3 separate regions of the Mus musculus genome follow, and regions 1 and 3 are each linked to region 2. Evidence: chromatin contacts called from public HiChIP or PLAC-seq data. All regions are on one chromosome and are shown on one strand. The core of a region is the stretch at or near the end of the contact, and the rest is flanking DNA. Distances in the headings are between cores, read along the strand shown. Region 1 overlaps E430016F16Rik (RIKEN cDNA E430016F16 gene). Region 2 has its middle 20 kb from the start of Mrpl46. Region 3 holds the start of Det1 (de-etiolated homolog 1 (Arabidopsis)).

What was found. HiChIP or PLAC-seq counts read pairs in DNA pulled down with a chosen protein or histone mark.
Region 1: a BATF HiChIP or PLAC-seq map of CD8 T cells shows a contact between it and region 2, with 6 read pairs. The contact joins two enhancer-like sites. A contact is called at or near these places in 2 of 15 datasets of contacts at CTCF or cohesin (CD8 T cells and large pre-B cells), 9 of 484 Hi-C or Micro-C datasets (CD8 T cells, bone marrow-derived DN3 thymocytes, effector CD8 T cells and 5 more) and 3 of 115 datasets of contacts at active chromatin or transcription factors (CD8 T cells, the SCID.adh cell line and thymic regulatory T cells).
Region 3: a contact with region 2 is called in an H3K4me3 HiChIP or PLAC-seq map of the SCID.adh cell line, with 11 read pairs. The contact joins the promoter of Det1 here to the enhancer-like site in region 2. A contact is called at or near these places in 3 of 39 promoter capture datasets (the C10 cell line and liver), 1 of 484 Hi-C or Micro-C datasets (the C10 cell line), 1 of 115 datasets of contacts at active chromatin or transcription factors (the SCID.adh cell line) and 3 of 9 other capture datasets (adipose tissue, liver and pancreatic islet).

Annotation. Positions count from the first base shown.
Region 1 is chr7:78,691,972-78,695,010 of GRCm38.p6, forward strand. The region is part of intron 5 of E430016F16Rik (RIKEN cDNA E430016F16 gene); the gene reads right to left. Among named protein-coding and RNA genes, the nearest start is that of E430016F16Rik, 25 kb to the right of the region's middle. Within about 2 kb of position 1,255, at least 12 of the 459 cell types and tissues checked have an H3K27ac peak or open chromatin away from gene starts, as enhancers often do. A contact at or near this core is called in CD8 T cells and the SCID.adh cell line, where this site is marked.
Region 2 is chr7:78,761,848-78,764,636 of GRCm38.p6, forward strand. No RefSeq gene overlaps it. Among named protein-coding and RNA genes, the nearest start is that of Mrpl46, 20 kb to the right of the region's middle. Within about 2 kb of position 1,369, at least 7 of the 459 cell types and tissues checked have an H3K27ac peak or open chromatin away from gene starts, as enhancers often do. A contact at or near this core is called in CD8 T cells and the SCID.adh cell line, where this site is marked.
Region 3 is chr7:78,845,912-78,849,082 of GRCm38.p6, forward strand. Det1 (de-etiolated homolog 1 (Arabidopsis)) reads right to left here and starts at 1,300. Exons shown (of 5, transcript NM_029585.3): 1 at 1,196-1,300.

The DNA of each region.
Region 1 (3,039 bases), core at 5-2,504, 70 kb before region 2:
CATTGTTCAGTTCCCAGCATACACATTGTAAGGCTCATAAACTGCCTATAAGCTCCAATTGGTTCAACAACCTCTTCTGGCCTGTGTGGGCACCTACACTCATGTGAATATAATTAAAGTAAAATAAGCTAGGTGTGGTAGGCACATCTTCAGTTCTAGTACAGGGGAGGCAGAGGCAGGCAGATCTCTGTGAGTTCAAGGCTAGCTTTGTCTATACTGTAAATTCCAGGACAGCCAGGGCTACATAGTAAAACCTTGTCTCAAGGAAAAAAAGGAAGTTGTAGGGTAGAGACAGGTCATGAGCTACTAAGCCACTCTTACTTGGGAATTGAGTTCCTTCCTCTGCAAAATGAGAGAGTTGGGCTAAATCACTTCCCTGGCATCACTTTTGCTTCTGCAACTCGAATGTCCAAGATTCTCTTCCAGCATCAAAGAAATGGAAACAGCTCCATTAATGGGGTTGTGAAGTGAAAGGAGCCATTGGCTTGGAACAAGAGACCTGTGTATGAATCTAGCCACTTACCATTTGAAGGGACCTTGGACAAAGCAGACAAGATACTCGAGCCTTCTCAGCTGCAAAGCACAGAGTGATGGAGAGGATGTTGTTTTTAGCTTTTAGGCTAGACTCTCCATGGAATGACAGAGGAGTGTGCACTTAGAGGTGAGCACCAAATATCTGAGATCCTATTGCCAGAGGGCCATCTCTAGCCACAGAGAAGGTTAAGGACATGGGGCCTTCCCTTGATTGGAATTGCTTTCAAAAGAAGTTTAAGATCTCAAATGTGGTGTCTACTAGAGGGAAGGTAAGCACACACACTGCTTTTGCGGAGAACATGAATGTGGTTCCCTGCAGGAGTCTCCTCAAACATCATGACCAACAGAATAACAGTCTGCAGGAGGCAAGAAGGCAGTCCATTTCAAAATGACTCAGTCGCTGGTGTTGATTCTGACCCTGAGTAGTTTATTTTAGCACAGCATAATTTGGAATAAAGTTTCCTGATGATAGTTAACTCAATCCTATGCAGAAAACAAAGCTTAAGACAAGGCTACATCAAAGACTACTCCTACATAAGACTACTACTTTGTAAAGTACATGTGACAACTTTCATAAAGATTGGTTCTATACATTAACTGAGAAATGAGCTCAGGAACTGGGGGAAGATTCATTGTGGCCACAGAAATAGCACAAAGGTTACCAGGCTATTAACCACATCTGCTCCCAGTCTTCTGGGTAGAATACAGATTATGCCTCTCTCCCTTTGAAGAGAAAACCCTGTGTTTCTAACATTGTGGTTCCCCAAGTAAGTACAAAGACCTCTGTACCTTGAAGTGTAAACTTCTGGTTTCTTTGGAAAGTCAGTTATGTCAAATGATATCTTTGCTGGGGCACACAGCTAAAAGGATGTCTTGCTAAAGTAGATATGAAAAGGGATGTATAATGTCTAGAAGGAATATAAATATGACCCCACAGACAATAGGAACTCGAGCTCTACCTAGCTACTCTTCACTGACAGCATGCATGTATTGGTTTGCCTTACATTGTGTTCCTGAGCTCAGCTTCTGCCAACTTCATAAAGAAAAACTCCCGCAGAGTGGGTGGGTGGGAGAGTGGGTGTGGGAGGGTGGGGGGACTTTTGGGATAGCATTGGAAATGTAAATGAAATAAATACCCAATAATAAAAAAAGAAAAAGAAAAGAAAAAAGAAAAACTCCCCCAAAGAACTTCTCATGAGGTTCCTGCTGCTTCTTGTGTCTTCTTGCCACTTCCACAGCCTCAGGCCAGTTGGCAAGCCTTGTGCTTTCTTCTGGATTGAACTGCCCTTACTGGTTTGTATGTGGTGACTGCCAAGTAGACTGGACTGCAGCTGCTGGTTCATATGTGGTGTTTGCTACTGGACTGAACTATGATATCCTAACAATGAAGATTAGACTCAACCTCAAAGAACTATTTCTAAACAGATCTACTTCCCCCCATACCCTAATAACTTTTCTCTTCCACTACCTCAGGTAGGTGGTGGGGTAGAGGAAGAGGTTGAAACCTTATTAAAGTAAGTTGAAAAAAGTTTATGCCTACAGTACTCCCTATAGTTCCCAGCATCCATGAAAAGCAGATCACAACACCTGTAAACTCCAATTCCAGAAAAATCAAACCTGTTTTCTGGCCTCCATAAGCACCTGACTGAGTGCACACATGCAAGTGTGCATGTAAACATACATACACACATAATTAAAAATAAAGTCTAAAATCCCAAATGCCAAAGTTCAGAGTATGGGTATACAGCTACACACAATATACAGCTGCTTTCACCTTCAAGGAAGTCCCATACAAATGAATTCATGATCATTCTCATTGGACTGAAGCTTCCAAGAATTGTGAGATACCATCACCCAGCAGAGAAGGCCCTATGCTCTGCCTCAGTTTCCCTGGTAGTGACAGAACAGAGTAGATGGCATTGAGTTGAATCGCCAGCCCTTGCTATTGCTCCTTTAAAGCTACTGGAAGAGACAATACACACTGTACCAAAAGAATGAAGTTGTGGCTTAAACAGGTGAGGCCAAAAATCTGCCCACATCTTAGCTACAGGCAAAGCTGTTGGGCAGGACTAGAGATGCCCTCATGGTGAGAGAATTCTGGGAATAATTGTCCACCTAGCTCAGTTGTCATTGAAAAGAAATGAATGAAAACTGAAAGGAACAGCCTCGTGTACCCTCAACAGTCCCTCTACAGAGAATAGACCCATTTCTAAACACAGGTCAAAATATCTCAGAGTCACCACTCTTGGCTTAAGACACTGCTCTGATCCTCTTAATGGAAGACTTGGGTACCATACAGCCAGCCTCACCCCAACCCAGGCAATGTAAGAGTAGTACAATGTAGTCCATCATGTTGTGGTCACTACACTATATCCTCCACTGGCATTTCTGGGTCCACTTAGCCTTTCTGGCAGTTCCAGGATACCAGTGCATTGGGTGGTTGTGACCGCAGCCTCCTTGTGTCTCAGGCCCTATGATTGCGTGCAGAAATGGCCAGGATCAGAA
Region 2 (2,789 bases), core at 119-2,618:
AAATAAAATAAAATTACTAACCAAATAAAGCCTAAAGAATACATATAAGTAATATACATGTGATGCAAACCAATAAGGGCCAGCAAGATGGCTCATCGGGTAAAGACACTTACACCCAGCCTGAAGACCCGCGTCAGATCCCCAGATCTACATAGTAGGAGGAGAGGATCAACTCCCAAGGGCTACCCTCCACATGTGCACACACACACAAAGTAAACAAACGTAAAATAACAACAGCCATAATGACAATGACAAACTACCTCAAGTTTGGTGGAAAAAAAGAGGAAGAGAAGAAGTTGAACTAGAAGGAGTTTGGTTGGTTGGTTTTCCTTATTTTTTTTTTCTTGCAATGCTATCAATCCATCTCTCACCTACTAGGCAAGATGTCTACTACTAAGGAACTCCTCAGCTCCAGAAAACAAACTGGCCAAAAAATATATGTCAAAATGACCAACTCATCATTCATTGAGGAAACACAAGTTAAATTCGCACTGGGGTTCCACTGCACAGTCATTGGAATGGCCAAGAGTGCCAACGAAGAGGGGAGCCACCAGAGCTCCCCCACACTGCAGCAGTGTAAATGGATGTGATCATTAAGGAATCGAACCAGTTACATGCACCAATCTCCCTGCCCACTCATGTGTATGTATGCCTCTAAGATAAAATGAATGCCTGTGTGTACAAAAAGAGACTCTTGGAAAGTTCACGGTAGCTTTGTTCACCAAAGTCCATAGTAGTTGGGAAGGAACATGCCAGACATGTGTTCCTCAGCGAGAGCGTGCACAGACAAATTTGAGAATTTTGTCATACTCAGCCACAGAAAGGAATGACCCAGTGGTTCGTGCAACACGAATAAATCCTGACAGTGGAGCTGGGCACAGAAAGCTAATGTTTTAAGAGGCTGAAGCAGGAAAATTGAGAGTTCATAGCCAGCCTGGGTTATATAGTAAGAACCTGTCTTAAAACAAAATAAAAACAAAAACAAAATGCACATAAATCTAGAAAAGGCTTAAGAAAAGGTGGCTGTGAGAGGATATAGACTGTGACGTTACCACAGGAGCTCTAAGGGCAAAGGAAGTTCATCTCTGTCTATTCAAGGCAACAGTCACCCCAGTGACCAGAACCAAACAGGCAGGGCATTTCTGGGGGTGGGAACCGACCAGATCTTTACATGGATTAGGCTTACATACATAGAATGGACACATATGTGAAAACTCATTAACTTTGTGTTTTATTGGATGCCAACTATGTCTCAAAAACAAATCCCCACACATATGTGGTTTCCTTTGAAAATACAAGACAGACCGTTAACCTTGGGCCCACGCTCCTACGTGGCCACAGCTGGCTCGTGAGACACACACTTCACCACAGACCTCACCACACTCTGTTGACACCTCCAGCCCATCCCACCCGTTTCTATGCCTGCCTTGCTCCCAATTGCCTGCATCCAACTATTTTGGCACATCACTCAGGCTCTGAGTCCTGAGCAAAGCCACCAACCCAACCTGCCAGCCAGCCAACTGATCTGACTCGAATTGTTTTTCTGCCTGGCGTTTGAAACTAGGACTACTTCCTTCATAAGGAGCCAACAACTCAATGGGGCAAAAAGCCTCAAAAGAGCAATCCTAAATAAACTTTTGAATAATCAAGCCTGCTCAAGCAGCTAATTGGAGAAATAAAAGAAATATGATACTCCAAGCCAGTGAAGCTGGTCATATTGATTGCATTTTTAATCATTTAAGCAAACCATGTACGACTCTATTCTAATGGGGATAGACACCTCCAATTACACCAGTTCAGACTCCAGATACAACGTTTGTCCCTTGTCTTATAGCCATTCTTTGAGACTGCAAGGGGAGGAGGTCTCAGAAAGTAGCTGACAGCAATGAAGCACGCCCATAAGTCAGGGACACTAGATAAACGAACATAACATCTTGGGGGACACAGGCCTGTGATACCCAAGTCATTTATCTACTGGTCCAGTTCAGCCATGATCAACCAGGAGTAGCACTGACTAGATCACTGACTCGGGCCCACTGTTGTGGTAGATGGATGACTGAGAGGTTAAGATGCTCACTGGAGGAAGGCCAAGGCTAATGGGATAAGGGAGGGGCTCTTGAAATAGTGACCATTTACCAACCAGTATGAACACCTGTCATTTTATTTCCAGTGCTGGCACCAAACCCAGGGCCTTGCGTATGCAAGGCAAGCACTCTCCACCTCTGAGCTACATCTGTGCCATGGAATACTTGTTACGGAACCTCCTCCCACCCATGGGCCACAGGCTTGAGCATCACTGGAACCAACTCTTTACAGCTACTAGCATGCCCCTCTTCTCAGCTCTGCAGTGAGTGGGACCTCAAAGCTAACCCTGACGGGAGTATTTACACCAAGGAAATCAGCATGAGGTACCATATCAAGGACACCTACCACCCATCCACCACCTCCAAATGCTTACCTACCAGCACGCCACGGGTGTGAGGGATCCACTACAACCTCACTCATAGACAGAATGAATGGGGCCCTGGCAACAGGTAGAAGATTCTTCTTTAAATGCAGACACTTAAGGGCTACAGGTGTGGCTCAGTGCTAAAGTGTTTGCATAGCATCGTGAGTCTATGAGTTCAACCCCCCAGCACTACAAAATGAATGAATGAATGAATGAATGAATGAATGAACGATTTTTTTAAAAAAGCACATCTGGGCCGGCAAGATGGCTGAGCAGGTAAAGGTGCTTGCTTCCAAGCTTGACAGCCTCTGTTCAGTCTCAGGAACCCACGTAGTCTAAG
Region 3 (3,171 bases), core at 50-2,549, 84 kb after region 2:
CCCAGGACCACAAAACAAACAAAACCCTTACAACACATAGTCAGGGTATTGTTTTGCAATCCTTTTGTTTCAAGCTTATCCTCATACAAGCTACATCCATTGGATAAAGATCTAAAAGGCTTGCAGAGCCGCCAGACCAGAGGGAGTCAGGTCTCTAAACTACCACCTCTGGTTGTTTTTTGGAAGGAACCCTTCCCTGAAAGCCACTCGCTCATTTGCATATTGCCTAGAGCCACTTTAGCCCTAGGAAAAGAGCAGAGTGACTGCAACAGACCACACACTGAACTCTACTATCTGGTCTTTTGTAGACACTAAATTCTTCACCTTTGAGAACTGTCTCCAATATCAGCCTCATCATCCTGTCTTTGAAGGCCTTCCTTCACTTAGTGAGACATAGATTCCAACACACTAGCCACTCAATTGCAACTCTCTGTATTTTACTAATGTGTATATTTATGGTGATCTCTCTGGGTCAAGTATACACTTATCTGTTGTATGCCCACCACAGTGCTTAACACGTAGCAAGCTTCCTTCTTAAACGGTGGGCATACCTCAAGCCATCTTCTTGGCTAACGTGGGTAACCACAGGGGAACTTTCATTTTCCGGAAGACATTCTCTCCGGTCCACGCCATAAATTCTCTCGTTGCAACGTTAGTAGTGTCAAGTTTTGGGGAAGTCTTTCTGACCACCCCACCTAAAGGACTCATCTTTTTCTTGTTTCTTTCTCTAGTCATCTGTCACATTTTTTTTTTTTAATTTACACGGTCGCTTGCATGGTTGTGTTTAATGTTTGAGTCTCCTCGTTGAACTGTACCCTCTCTAATGGAAGTAACCAGGTCTACTTCGGTCACCGCGGTATACTCTTCCAGCCCTGGGGCTGGCACATGGTAGACGCTTTGGTGCGGTGCGGTCTGAAACGAAAGCCTGGCTAAAGCGGGTCACTAATTGTGTGAACGCAAGGTTTATTCCTCGTTGGAGCAAGTGCACATGTCCCCACACTCTTGGCGACTGCTTCCAAAACAAGAAAAGGATGCCAAGAGGCAGACACACATGCCCATGGTCGCCCCCGGAAAGAAAAGCCCAGGGCGGGGCCTCCCCGGGCAAAGCCGGGGGCCGGAGCTCCTGAGACCCGGCGAGCATGCGGGGAGGAGCCCGCCGCGGAGCTCTCGCGGGCCGCAAAGGGCAAGTCCTCACCTGTCGAGTCCTGGCTCATGGGGCCAGGGCAAGGGTCGCCCTAGCCTGCTCCGCGCACACCTCCCCCGGCCCCGCCCCCACCATGCCTCGGGACCCCGGCGTCGGCAGCCACCAGCCCGGGTTTCCGCCCGCTACCGGAAGCGCTGCGCAGCGAGAAGGGAAGATCGGAAGATCGAGACGCCATGCAGCTAAGGAGCGGCGCAGCGCACCCTGGCGTCCGGAGGAGAGATCGAGACCATAGAGGCTGGATAAGCCCCGGACCAAGTGATCCAAGGCACGTTCATAACTACTATGAGTAGGAGTTAAGTTTTCACCTGCTTCTTGCATACTGGTGGAAGATGGATTATACATGCACCATGTCACTGCGTTTTCCATGCTCGTGGTTGCACGTGGGGATACAATAAAAGCTTCTGTACTAAATGAATCCAATACCATTGACTGGCCTTTTCACCTACACGTTACTTCATTTAATTTTCTTTTTTCTTACAAGCTATTTCTTCCCTGTGAGTCGGTGGCTTCTCTCCTTTGTGCTTGCGTGTGTGTGTGTGTGTGTGTGTGTGTGTGTGTGTGTGCGCGCGCGCGCGTTTGTATTTGGGTGTATGGTTTATTTTTGATGCTTTGGCAGGAAACCAAACCCAAAATATCTTCTCTTAAGGCTTCTGGGTAGCCACCGCCACTGTTCACCCACCACTGTCAAATATCTGTTTCTGTTGATGTGTATTGCTTTGTTGTGTCTCTCCTCCCTTTGGTAGATTATAAACTGAGAACAGGGATTTTTGTCTTATTTTCTGTTCCAGCCCCACCTCCCACCCCATAACAAGGTTTGACATCTTATAGAATCTCAGTAAATATTCCATCAGTAATCCATTGTGGTCTATCTCTTCTGGACCCCCATGCCATCTCCATTCTATATCCCCAGCTCTTCTGAGACATAGGATATAGAATTAGAGGCTAGGTTGAGCCTTGCTCTCTCTCCCAACCCTCTCCATACCCAAAGGACTCAGAGAATGAATATCTCTGCAGACCAACACATGAGAAAGGGATATGTGTTGACTTTGACCAGGGAGAGAGGAAAATTAAGGTCTAAAGGGGAAAGGTGACTTGGGGATATAGACTGACTATGAAGAGAATGATAGGTTTCTGGCCCAGTCCTACCATTTCCAGGCTCAGTATTCTTAGGTGCTGGCTTTAGAAACCTCATGCCTTTTTCTGGAAAATGACTATACCTGCCTCTTAAGGTTATCCCAAGTATTAAACCTGTTAGCCCTAAATACTTGAAGTCTTGATAAAATATTACTAAAGCTTTCCAGCCACAACTCTCTTCCTTTCCCATGATGAAACTGAGACCCAAAGGGGACATACATCTCTTGCACAAGTTCATACAAGAATAAGAGCCAGTAGGGGTGGGGCCACAGATTATAACCCCAGCATTTAGGAAGGGAGGCAGAGGAATCAGTAGCTCAAGGCCTGTCTTGGCTGCACAGCAAGTTGACCTTGGCTACATGACACCTTGCCCCAAAGCAAAGCAAAATAAACATGGGACAGGGCTGTGCTAATACTCAAGGCATCAGGTCAGATCCCAACTCGGACAGGTGGGTCCCCATGTGGCTTCAAGACACGCATCAGCTTCTCCGAGTCTGGGTTTTTCTTTTTGTATTTTTCATCTCTAATGTGTACAGTGTTCTGACTTCGTTGTAGAGAGGTCAGATAGAAGGATAAATTTAAACTAGCAAAAGCTTTGAACTTGGAAATAGTTCAAGCCTGCTCCTTCAGTTCTGGGCCTGGGGTTTGAAGGTAGGCGTTCCTTAATAACTGCTGTTTAGGATTAGAAAGCAAACTCTCCCTTCTGTGTGGTTGTGGTAGGGGCAGGGTAGGGTCAACCTTCAGAGGGACTCCACCCTTATCTCATGCGGAACAAAAATAACTCAAAATGGATCTAATCCACAAGTCAGGCTAAGCCCTGGGAAGACATCTTA